Regions from separate parts of the Mus musculus genome. Here region 2 is linked to region 1. A link is a contact called in public promoter capture Hi-C data. All regions are on one chromosome and are shown on one strand. Each heading gives the region's core, a stretch centred on a gene start, on an enhancer-like site or on the middle of the called end of the contact. The rest is flanking DNA. Distances are from core to core; before and after follow the strand shown.

Region 1 (6,086 bases), core at 1,513-4,012:
ATGGCCTGCTGGCTTCATGCTTTCTAGCAGCTGATGCCTTTAAATAAATAACCTTGCTCAGACATCCTAGAAAAATTGTGAGCCATATGGGTTTCAGAACAGAATTAGGAGAGTCTGTGGACCAAACCTTAGACCTGACTTAGTAAGTCTTGAATAAAAACCTTTGAACAAATACAAGGGATTGTATCATCTGTAAGAAAACTTCTCTTATAAGTCTCATAAGAAACCCGGAGTTGTTTGTGAAGGAAACTGGAATCGGACTGAACTATACCAGCCACCTTTTCACTAGAGGAAGATGCACCTCAGCAGCAAGCAAGGACGTGGTTGGTAGGGGTGGTGCGGACTGAGGCAGAGGCCTTTTGGAGCTGACCTTCATCAGACAAACCTGGCTTAGTAAGAAACTCAAGAGGAAAAAAGGTATTATTCTAAATTTAAACATAAAAGAACTGAACAGTCTGCTGCTTTCCTTTTGGGGAAGATTTCTCCCCCATAGATGGCAGCCTCACCTGTACTCCTTGTAACCTTATCAGATTTGAACTCTACAACACACTCTCCGTCACCAGAATTCAGGGCCCAGGAGTCATCTACTCTAGTCAACAATATTCATCAAATGCTACTTTGTCAAAATCCAGCAGGCAGCTCTCTTTGTTGCATGCTCTGGGGATAGAGTAGAAAAGAAAGGAGAAACTGAACCCCTGTCCTTGTATAATGCATATTAAATGGTTAAATTATATAGTAATGTAGATGTGAGTGGGGCTATAGGATTGGGAACGGCAGATGGGGGCAGGGGTTACAATTTTAAAGAGTTTTGCTTGTTTTCACATTTACTTTATTTATTTGTGTGGGGCTGGGGAGTGGGCTGTGGATACCACAGCTCAGGTGTGGAGGTCAGGGATCTCCAATGGGGAATGGTTCTCACCGTCCACCAGGTGGGTTCCAGGCATTGGGCTCCGATCTTCAGGCTTGGGACAAGCACCCTTACCTGCTGGCTCATCTTGCTGGCCTCCAAGGGGTTGCAATTTTGAAGAGGGTCAAGAGGGAAGGCATGGGTGAGAAAGTGACATTTAGTTGAGAGTTGATGAGAGGAGTCGGGTGTGTAGCTCAGTCCACTCACAGCGTGAAGCCCTTGGCTGGACCTCCAGCACCACAAAGACTGAGAGTGTTGTTTGCTCCCGATCCCAGCACTGGGAAGTTGGGAGTTGAAAGATCAGAAGCTCATAGAGAGTCTTAGAACAGCCTGAGGTACCTAAGATCCTGCCTTTAAAAAAAAAAAAATAAAAAGAGGTTTGGGAGTCAGCCAAACACAGGAAGAGTTTAGACAGAGCCCCCAGAGCAAAGGCCTAGGGAGGAACATGCCTTGGCATTCTGAATGGCAGCCGTGAATGTGAAGGCACAGACATAAGGGCAAGCTGGCTGGCAATGAGTCCCAAGAGGCAGCACTGTGGGTATCAGGGGAACTGAGCAGGGCTCATAGCAAGTGGTTCACGGCAGAGAGTTTGCACAGAGCACAGGCTAAAGGCTTGGTGTTTGCTAGCAATCGAGCACAAAGCTCTTGCCATCAGTCAATGCCTTCATCCTCACCAAGTATCTTAGTGTTGGGCAGTTGTCCCCAGAGCACAGGAAAAAGCAAGAAAGAACTAGCTGGCTGAGGCTCCTGCCTCACTCCACATAGTAAGAGCATCAATGTCAGAACTACTTCCCTCTGCCTATAGTTCTAACTCTGAGCCTGCCCCAGACTGCCTCTGTCCAGCTCAGGTAGCCACTCAGTAGTGGCAGGATACACACTCAGTTAATTACTCTTGGCCTATGCCTAACATATACATTCAGCCTACATCTAACATAATATATATATATATATATATATATATATATATATACACACACACACACACACATATAAAATCTTAGTCAAAACTAAGTCCACTGTGAGGATGCTAGCTTGTAAGGGATGGACAGCTACATAAAAATCAATGCATCACTGTGTAACCCAGGCTGGGCTCCAGCTCATAGCTACATAATAACCAAACCCTCCCTGTGTAGTCCAGGCTGGACTCCAGCTCACAGCTACATAATAATCAAACCCTCCCTGTGTAGTCCAGGCTGGACTCCAGCTCTCAGCTACAAAGTAATCAAAGCCTCCCTGTGTAGCCCAGGCTGGAATCCAACTCACAGTTACATAACAATCAAACCCTCCCTGTGTAACCCAGGTGAGGCTCCAGCTCACAGCTACATAATAATCAAAGCCCCACTGTGTAGCCCAGGCTGGCCTCCAGTTCTCAATCTAGCCTCAGTGTTCCAGGTGCTGGGGTTACAGGTCTTTGCCACTGTACCCCATGAGAATTTCCCAAACATTTCATCGTTATATACATGACATACAAATACAAATGAAACAATATTAAGAAAACATATATACTTAAAATGCAACTAACAGAAATTCCTGCTCTAAGTTCAGGACTATGATTTTCGGCAGAATATAGACTTCTTTGAATTACTGGAAAACTCTTAACTGGTATATTATTTTATTTCCCTTTTCTTTTCACTTGCATTTATGCCAGCCTGTTTAATGAAATAGATCCTACCAAAGCCCCGTTCCAGATGGGACAGGCAATCCAAACGCTCCATCCTGTGTACCAAAGCTTGCAGGAAAAGACAGGGAAGAAGGCAATGGCTCCTGAGAAGATGCTGAGGCCCCCCAGAGTAACCAGGGTCCTGCCAGCAGCCTGGTAGAGGCCCTTCATCTTCCTCTGCGGCTTGACTCTTTGCTCTGAGATACTTGTTACCAAAACACAAGGCCAGGCCAGGCCTCTATAAACACAAGTTTCTTAGAGACTGTAGCTGGGATGACAGTGAACATGGGAAACAAGATCCCGCAGACAATATTTACTCTGTTCCACCAAGGTAAGTGGAAGGAGTGAACTCTGACTGTGGGTTAGACTCTAACACCGACTTCTTCAGAGAGAAGGGAGGGCGGGAGATTTCTCATTCTGGAGTGGCCGCCTTGATTCCTTCATTTGCCCTGTCTCAGGGAGTAACCACTTCCTGGCTTAATCAGACTCAAAGGCTCACTGACTGAGCTAATTGTTTCTGAACTCAACCTGCCTGGTGGTTACAGCAGAAAGCCAACATCCTCTGAGCACAATAGAGCCGCATTCCCAGCAAAAGTTCCCACAAAACAAAGCAAGAATCACACATGCAGATCACGGTCCACTGATCATTATATTTAACGTAAATGGTTGAAAGCAAAGGAGTCTTTCCTTTCAAAGTTTAATTCCACACAACTGTTTATGATTATTCTTTTAGAGAAGGTCTGCGACCTTGCTACGGAGAGCAGGTTGGCCTTGGTTTACAGTGATCTTCCTGCCTCCTCCATCTCCCAAGGGCTAAGAATATAGCCATCAAGCTCAGCTACTCTTAATTAAAAAAAACAAAAAACTAAACTAAATTTATTGGGGCTGGAGAGATGTCTTACTGGCTAAGAGCACTGACTGCTGCTCTTCCAGGGGACCTGGGTTAGATTCCCAGCATCCAATTGAGGGCTCACAGCTGTAGTTGTACTACAGGCCCAGGGAGTCAGACACCTCTTCTGGCATCCTTGGGCATCAGAGTCCATGAGGTGCACACTCATACATGCAGGCAAAATAACCAGACACACTAAGTACATTTTTAAAATAATTACATTGAGAGAGAGAGAGAGAGAGAGAGAGAGAGAGAGAGTGCGTGCGTGTGTGTGTGTGTGTGTGTGTCTGTATGGCATTGAAGTGGAATGTTCATGCCATAGCATGGCAACTTGCAGGAAGGAATCAGTTCTCTTTTTTCCTCTATGTTGGGCCCAGGGATAGAACTTAGGTGATCGGGGATAGAGGCAAGGGCTTTGTCGCCAGGCCCGAACATGGGTTTTAAGGCAGGCAGAGCAGGAATCTGACTCTGGCTTCACCCCTTCTAGGTGTTTGTCCTAGAGGAAGAGCGAGCTACTTGTGTTTTCTGGGTCTGTTTCTTCGTAAGAGAAACAGGTAAGAGGAATGTTTCTCTCACCAGGCGCTTGGGTGAGGGCATCAGCTGAACTCCTGTGTGTAGATGCTTAGCGTGGAGCAAGCTCCGTACTGAGAAAATGTCCTGAAATCACCTCACCTCAGAGTTCTTGCGGCTGGCTCAGACAGTATTAGTTCTTTTGTCTATCACCTCAGAACTCTAGGCTTGACTCCTTGATCAGTTTGATACAGATTCCCCGAGGGCCCTCCCCTTCCCACCAGTTCTCTGCATCTCTTTCCCCGTTCTGTCTTTTGATCTATGGTAGCTATCCCACTCAAGTTGACCCAGATTTCAATGCAGTCTCTGCCCAGATACTCAGAATCCGGGGAAAGCCGCTCTGGTTGTCTGACACGGCCACTCTTCTGTGTTTCCTCTCAATTCTGTGGGCTAGATTCTCAGATTATTTTCTTTTCATATAAACTAGAGAAGTTTCTGGAAGGCACAGAACTTGTGAGTCTTCCATACCTTGTAAATATCTATGGCCTCTCTGACAACTTCAGATGGCATTCGGACCAAGCAGATACACACTAGTAAATACTCAGTGGGTCAATTCACGAAGCCGATAGCCTGTCCAGTCTGCATTTGGGCCGCACGGGGGGGGGGGGGGTGGATATATGTGAGTTCAAGTTCATCAGAGCGAATGCCCAGGCCAGTGTGTTCCCTCATGCCCGGGGGAAGGGTCTGGAGGAAAGACGGATTTGTCTGTAGTACTCAACTTCAGCTGTGGTATTTTGACTTTTTCCTTTACTCCTTATCTCAAGGTTGCAGCTCTGTGGTGTGTTAGCACACTGTGGGTCAGCTCACTCTCTTCTGGTAGCACGTTTGGAAAACAAAGACTGTTGAAATCCCCAGTCTTCAGCAGCACACAGTGGAAAGGAAAACAAAGAAAGAATGTTTTGTTTTAATTTGGGGAGACGTTACGTGCCTGTAACATTATGGATTAACACAGATGTCACCATAACTTTATTAGTGATTAAGGGGTGGCATGGCTAAATATGACCTAATGAGAGTGAGGTAGATCCAGAGACATCTCCGACCAGATTCCAGAGATGCTGGCTTCTTGTTAACTGTGTTGAAGCAAGGACATTTTTCAGTGAGAACAGAAATGGATGTGTGCCCGTCCCCAGCTTCTTTCAGCCATGGCACTGTCCCTAAGCACCAGCGGCTACCTCCATGGGGGAGCTCCTCCTGCGTAGCCAGGATCGCAGGCCTGTGCCTGCAAGCCCAGCTAGGTAGAGTTACAAACTGCATAAATTGAAAGGCTCAAGTGAATGGCTGGCCTGCTAGAGTGCTGGCTCAGAATATTTGATGATATTGATGGGCTGACGGTGCAGGGGACATGTTCCCCTGTCTCCTTTAGCAGCCTGCTAAAGCCTGTTTGCTTCCTTCAGGAGACGGAGGAGGCATGCCAGGTGTGGAGGAACACCTCATGCTTTGTCATACCTTTTCAGAGATTTTTGTTCCTTTCCAAAGAGTCCATTTTCAACCCACTTAAGCCTCTCCAGTGTTCATACGCAGCGTGTTTCCTTCTGCTTTTCCTGGTTGTTCGGTTTCAACTCTGAGTGAACTCTTTCTTCACAATGACCCGGGGCTGATGGGGAACAAAGTTCAATGTTTATCATCCCTAACTGGAAACTGTCAAATTTCTATTGTAAACCCTCCAATTTACAAGATACTACAGAGAGATTGCTGCACCCACCAAATTCCAATTGTATGTCTCCCCCTCAAGTGTGTTTGGAAATCATCTGGAAGCTATCAGACTTTTCCCTAGCTTTGCCTGGCAAAATGACTTGACTGTCCTGCCAGCAAGCTCGAGCGACTAGTCATCTGTTTGTCAACCTGTCTTTTCAGCTGCAGTGAACAGCTGTGACTTGGGCTCAGGTCCGTGCCAGCAGCCTCCCACAGGCCACCGCGGGCATTGTCTTCTGCAATGGTCACTCCTGTCTTGTTTTCCCACGGAAATAGAGAACTCACAGATGGAACACGGATGTGATGGCTTGGCTCTCTGGCCTCCAAGGAGGGATAAGGAGCTTAGACGACAGGAAAGGAGGCATAGA
Region 2 (6,959 bases), core at 3,788-6,287, 880 kb after region 1:
CATTTGGACTTTGAGATAAAAAAGCCATCACATGCTCAGAGCTCACTGGACTGTTCTGTGCGAACCTGAGGGATAAGAAGGCTGACAGTGGAGATAAGGAGCCTTGGCTTGTAAAGTTTCAGAGGTATCAAAGACTTTCTCAGCACTATTTATAAGACTCTGGCTCTAGTCAGCTAGACCTAAATAATCTGAGAAGACTAGAACCACTAACACTGAAACCTTTGCCTTGCTGGGTCCATTGAAATTATATGGGAAGTGTTTCCTCAGGGTCAGCCCACAAAAGCTGTGGTCCAGAGATAGCCGAAGCTGCATCACATTCTGGCAGCCAAACTTAGTATGTGTTAAGAGTCTCTCACATTGTACTGGTTTTGAAGGTATGAGGGTGTCATGGAGAGCAGCTGAGGCTTGTCACCTTAGGAGACCAGGACAGGCCAATGGTGAAGGTGCAGACTCAGTAGCAGTAAAACTCAGTCATGGAAAGGAGTTGAGTGTTAGCACCATGTGACAAGGTCTGAGTCCGTGAGGTGGGCCTATGAGAGGCTACTGGTGCAGGGCAGTGTAGACCCCAGAGATACCAAATACCATAGGACCATCTCCAAGGGCAGCAGCCAGTGTGGTGTTGGGCTGAACCTAGGAGATAAGCTGTGTGCTGCAGAAAGCAGAGCCAGAGGAGCCAAGAGGTCATGAGGGAGTCCCAGATTAGCACTGAACTTCTAATGTTTGTTTGTTTGTTTGTTTGTTTGTTTGTTTGTTTGTTTTGGCTTTGATTGTGATGATACCCTGGAGATCACAACTGAAAGACTTTGAACTTGTAAAGAGACTTAAGACATGTAGAGAGACTGTAGAAATTTTAGGGAAACATGGAACTTTGAAAGGGACTTTGAATATTTTAAAAAGACTGACCTTTTAAAATGTTGGGAATTTTAAGGTCTGTGAGACCATTTAAGTCACTTATCCTTTATTACTTAATATTAACATGCCATCTTGGGGACAAATGAGACAGGAAAGATTCTAGTTGAATAGTGATGTGTCACCTTGACAAGGGTTCATTGTGCCTGCTAATTTTATATCAGTTTGATGAAGTCATTTTTGAAAGAGACTCTCTTTTTATTTTTGGTTTTTCAAGACAGGGTTTCTATGTATAGCTCTGGCTGTCCTGGAACTCACTCAGTAGACCAGGTTGGCCTCAAATTCAGAAATCTGCCTGCCTCTGCCTCCAAAGAGCTGGGATTAAAGGCGTGCGCCACTACTGCCTGGCTGAAAGAGACTCTCAATTGAGAAAATGCCCCATCAGATTGGCCTGTGGACAGGCCAGTCAGTGGTGCATATTTCTTGATTAATGATTAATGTGAAAAGGCCCAGATAAGTGTAGATGGTGCCGCCTCTGGGTTTGTGGTCCTGAGTACCATTAGGCAAACAGGTTGAGCAAGCCATGAAGAGGAAGCCAGTAAATAGCATTCCTCCATTGCGTCTGCTTCAGGCCCTGCTTCCAGGTTCCTGCCCTGACAAAGTTCTGCCCTGGATGATGGACTACAAGCTGTAAGCTGAAATAAACCCTTTCCTCTCCAAGCTGCTTTTGATCACAATGTTTCACCAAGCAACATAAGTACTAAGACAACTTTGCCTACTTACTCCAAGATAGTTCAAGCTATGTTATAGCCCTAAGCTTCACGCCATCACACACATGCCAATGATCACACATATCACCAACGTACATCCCTATGTCAGAGATCCCATTGCCCACATGACTTTTCATTCACTTTCTCCAAAGTGAACTCAGTTCTCCTTGAAAACCACTTCTGAATTTTCCGTGTCAGTAGATGGTATATTGATGCCGTAAAACAGTGTCTTAAATTCTTTACACTCTGTGCCTCTCCATCTTGACTTCCAACATTCAATTATGACTGCTTTTCCATTCTTCCATTAAAACTCTCTTGATTCTGTATCTTCACAGTCACAACTTGTTCACGAAAATAAACTTCATTTTACTTATTATTAATTTCCTACTTCTAACAGTTTTCTCCCCTATAAAGATATCTTACTGAGTGGTCTTCCTAATTTTTTTTTAAGTTTCCATTTCATCATCTGTATGATTTTAGGGTTTACTGTTCTTAGAACAAAGTAAAAATTCACCCATCTCTTTACAGAACATACTAAGCCATTTGCAGTGGAGGATAAAACCATGATTCTGTCATTTGGGCTCTTGTATTCCTGCTGCATTTGGTTTAAATGCATTTTCCAAACACTTTCCGAGCTAACATTTTATTGTTGTGGCCCAAATACCCGACGCAAGCATCTTAAGCGAGGAAGTACTTATTTTGGCTCATGGTTTGGCCCTGTGTGCTTGGACAATGTCATGACCCAGGAGTTTGTATCTGAAAGCATCTTCTCCCCATGACGGTAGGAAGCAGAAAAGACAGAAAGATGAAAGGGACAAGATAACATCAGACACACACCTTTCATGGTCTTCTTCCTCCAGTCAGGTCCCAACCACTCAAATTTCCAGAAATCTCCCAAAACTGTGCCACCAGCTGGGGACCCAAGGTCTCAGTCTATCTGTCTATTGGGAGAAACTTCATATCCAAACTTTTTAACAGCGTCTTACTGCTAGCCTCTATCCAAACTTCAATTCTCAGGTTAGTTGGTCACATCCAGAGAAGCTGTAGTGATACTTTCCAATCTGTGATGTCCACAGACAAGCCACCAGCCGCATACAGCTTACGGTGCACCTGAAATGTTATTGCTATGAACTTAGACGTTGAACCAAAAATACACACCAGATTGCAAAAAGTTAGTACTAACTTAAAAAAAGAAAAGAATGTACAATAGCTTAGTAATAGTTTTATAGTTACATGTGAAAGAATATTTGAACATATTGATTAGGTCAAACTAAATATATTAATGGGTCTTAATTTCAGCTTTTAAAAAAACCTTTCAACCTATCTGTAGGAAACTCTTGGATTCCCCCTTCACCAACACCCAGGCTGTACAGGAGGGGCTCCTTTTGTCAGTCCTGTAGTTATGTCTGTCCTAGTTATTCTTGGAAATTACTAGACTGACGGATGTCAAGCAGCCTATGGACAAGGGGCTGGCTGGAAATTCCAGAAGTAAGAATGCTCAAATAAATAGTCAATAAATTATATAAATAAATAAATAAATAAATAAATAAATAAGACGCTCAACCCTCACTATTTCTGGATTCTACGTTTGTGGGTTTGCATAAAGATACAAGAGAAACCATCCAGAACAGCATGCTTTCTGCATCCATCCGCTGTGCACGTGCAGAGAGCTGAGCTGAGGTCAAACATGGTTTCAAACATCAAACTGCACGTACATGTTCTTTCCGGTCTATTTGCTATGTTTTTCAGAGCTCTGCTTTCTGATTTGCATGTTATGCCTTCTGTTGGTGATTACCCTGCTTAAAATGCACTCCCCCCCCACACCCCGACCTCCCAAACCCCATGCTGAAATGTTCTTTGGTGTTCCTATGCACAAGGTTCTGTTGTGCCAAATAGAGAAGACAAGTGGGTACATCAAATACCTTCAGGCTTAGTGCTTTTAGCCACACGCCCAAAGTTAAAAAAATACATGTGAAATAACGTGCCTCTTGTAGAACTAAACATACCAATCACTTGTTCACCATGAAAATGTGGCCTCCGGAACCTACAAGGAACCTAATACTGTAACTCTCCCAGAATCAAGGGCTGAGAATTTGCCACTTCAGTGTTCTAGAGACCTCGGGAAAAGTCACTGTATTTGTCGAATTAAATAGTCATTTGGGTCCACATACAAATCTTACATGAATATGGTGATAGACAAAGAAGTGATTTCAACTTTGATTATGAGTGGCTCTTATACCCTGCCTTATTGTCCTGCCCAGCCTTTCCCCATAATTCAAAATGAGGAGTAAAAGAGTAACTGTTAATAGTTGGGAAGGTCTGGCTGGGTGTAAGGTAGGGGTGAAAAAGAGGGCTGATGACCAAAAGGCACAGAAAATTTTGGAACGTGATAATATTCTACTATATCCTGACAATGGAGGTGATCGTACATCTGATTTCCTTTTTCAAGCCTCTTAAATCTTATTTCATATATATTCTAACATTAACCTTAGTTTAAACAAAAACTTTAGTAGTCAAGATTTAATAATAGAGATGAAACAGTACACTATGTAATTCTTACTTAAGTATTAGCAGGAGCAATAGTAACAACAACAATAGGGAAAAGCAGAGGGAACTCAGAAGCCAGGGGTCCTAATTCGGCTCTTTCTGTAACAAGAGGCAGAGTTTACTTTATGGAAGCCATGTGCTTATTGCTTCTAGACAACACAAATGAAATGTGTTCTGCATATACGTGTAAGTGACTATGAGACTAGATTTGTTTATAGGACAGCAATACCAAATCACTGAACAACATGAACTGGGTTGTGGGGTGGTCAGTTAATTACCTTGATTCTTTCCAAGGTGAGAGATGAAGCTATGATAAAACTGTGAAAGGAAAGCACACTTCTCGAGAATCTTTGTCTTTAATCATTTAACAACAAAAACAAAAACAAAACCTCAAACTCTAGGGCACACCGATGCCAGGAAGATCAAAGGTCACCGTAGAGTCTCGGGTACATGGGATTTCCCGCCCCTGAGAACACTGCTGACTTCACCAGCACCTCGTCATAGTGTCTGGAGTCCTCTGAGGATCTACAATGCAGAATCATGAAATAGCATACCACACCTAGCACTCTTCGAGCTCCAAGCACGGATTCCAGCCCCAAGGAGGGCTGCAAGCTGTACCAGAAGCTTGAATCAAAGTTCCACTCCACCAACACTCGGGACTCTTGCAAAATCAGCAGGACTTGAGAGTTTGAAGACCATTAAGTGACAGCATCCACGCACCTGCGTGCTAGGGCCCAGAGCAAGCTACCTGGTCCTAATAGTCGTCCCCAAGGTCAACTGGGCGCCGAACTGAAGATGAGGATGCATCTCGCCCGGGAACACTGCGAAGCTTCAAACAGTCGACTGCAGGCAGCTCTGCACGCCGGAAGTGCACTAATCCGCAGCACGTGGGGTTGCCAGGGCGAGCTTCACGTGACGGGGCGGGACCTCGGGAAGCTTCGAGCCAATGGGCGACCTGGAGGCGGGGCCTGTGGCGCGCCGGGGCCTATCCCGGAAGTGTGGTCGCGGCGGGGCGGGCCCGGGCTGGGCGGGCCGGGGCGGGGAGCCGGGTGTGGGAAGCGTGGCGGCCCCGCCCCGTCTCCTGGACCAGCCGCGGCCGCCAGCGCCGCCGCAGCCGCAGGGACCGGCGGACGCAGCAAAGGCGTGCGGTGCGGGGCCGGAAGGTGAAGACCTGGGGCCGGGTCGGCGGGGCGGCGGGGGATGCAGCCGGTGATGCTGGGGTCCGGGCGAGGGGAGGAGCCGAGATGCTTGGGAACTGGAGGGCGGCAAGCGCGGGACCGCCGGAGCTAGGGCCCTTTACCGCTGGGCCGAACCGGGATGCCAGGGCGGCGCCGCTGCGGGTCCTAGGCGCACTGAGGGCCAGGTGCAACCGGCCGGGTGCTCCTGTCCCAGTCTTCCCCGAACCTGCGGCCTGGCTGATACCTTGGCAGCGGGGATGGGACGGAGGGAGGCGCCGGGCCCCGCATCCCGGCGCAGGAAGGTCGTGGGCACTTCTTGCGGTGGGGTGGTGGGGACTGGACCTGCCGGCTGGGCGCTGGTGTCGCCTTCACTCTCCGGCGAGCTCTTCTGCGGCTCCTTTCCCCACCTCCCACCAAGGGCTGGAAAAGTTTTCAGAGGCCTGAATGGCAAAGTATACTCCACTCAGAGTGGGTGTTCTATAAATGCAAACATAACGGGCTAGTGATGCTCGGCTACCTGTCTTCAAAATGAGACATAACCCCGCCTGCATGCCGGTTATTAAAACGCAAACAAACTTTTCGCATAGTTCCCTCAGAAAAACCGCACATCTCCCCAGTCCACCATGGCAGACGAAATTGATTTCACTACTGGAGATGCAGGGGCTTCCAGCACTTATCCTATGCAGTGCTCAGCCCTGCGCAAAAACGGCTTCGTCGTGCTCAAAGGGCGACCATGCAAAATCGTGGAGATGTCAACTTCCAAGACTGGGAAGCATGGTCATGCCAAGGTAGGCCCTTCCAAGTCATTTTTTGGCTTCACCGTTAAGATCATTCGTGTTCCATTCTACATCGTGAGGTTTCTATATTGAAAAATAACTTTTTTTCCTTCCCCTCAGTCTCTTGAATGGTCAGACATTACTCTCAGTAAAGCTCTCCATTTAATCGGACCCTTAGAATGTTTCATTAACTGGAAACTAAAACTTTTTTAAATCCGTGTTTAGTAGAAACAAGCCTGTTCTTCTAATTCTAAGAGACTTGGTTTTCACTTTCTGTGGACTCTTGTTAATTGACTTGCTGACGTGTGTGGTGTGTTGAGTTTTGATGCCATGAAACTGTTCGGGTTTTGGGTACTTACTGAATCTCGTTCTGTGTCACTGCAACTTTTTTTAAAGAAAGTAAGATGACCTTGGAAGAGGTGAAAGGCTCCATTACAGTCAGAGCTGGGATTGTGCTGCTGTGTAGGGAGTGACATAGCTGACAGAGATTAAACATGTTTCCTGTGGTTCTCTCCTCTGTCAGGTACACCTTGTTGGAATTGACATTTTCACTGGCAAAAAATATGAAGACATTTGTCCTTCTACTCACAACATGGATGTTCCAAATATTAAGAGAAACGATTATCAAGTAAGTACTGATTTCTTTAACAGCATTTCAGAAGTGTATAAACACCCTCTTTAGTAGTAGTTTGACAAGACTTGAGAGTAGTTTTATAGAGTATATTCCTTACCAGTTACTAGACTCCACTTATCTTACAGATTAGAGAAATAGTGCTTTGTTTAGTTCTGTTGTTGTTGTTGTTAATATTCTGTGCCTTTTTCTGTTGTGAAGTAGGAGA

Evidence for each region. Promoter capture Hi-C pulls out the DNA fragments that hold promoters and counts their contacts.
Region 2: a promoter capture Hi-C map of embryonic stem cells shows a contact between it and region 1, with 7 times the contacts expected there. The contact joins the promoter of 1700112D23Rik here to the promoter of Tmem212 in region 1. A contact is called at or near these places in 7 of 39 promoter capture datasets (the C10 cell line, the HPC-7 cell line, cranial neural crest and 4 more).

Annotation. Positions count from the first base shown.
Region 1 is chr3:27,893,606-27,899,691 of GRCm38.p6, forward strand. It overlaps Tmem212 (transmembrane protein 212), which reads right to left and starts at 2,763. Exons shown (of 4, transcript NM_001164437.1): 1 at 2,580-2,763. The coding sequence starts at 2,738. Gm42195 (a long non-coding RNA gene) reads right to left here. Exons shown (of 2, transcript XR_880708.2): 1 at 5,473-6,086; 2 at 3,198-4,882.
Region 2 is chr3:28,776,085-28,783,043 of GRCm38.p6, forward strand. It overlaps 1700112D23Rik (RIKEN cDNA 1700112D23 gene), which reads right to left and starts at 5,038. Exons shown (of 3, transcript NR_166152.1): 1 at 4,887-5,038. Eif5a2 (eukaryotic translation initiation factor 5A2) reads left to right here and starts at 5,193. Exons shown (of 5, transcript NM_177586.6): 1 at 5,193-5,329; 2 at 5,932-6,132; 3 at 6,644-6,748. The coding sequence starts at 5,968.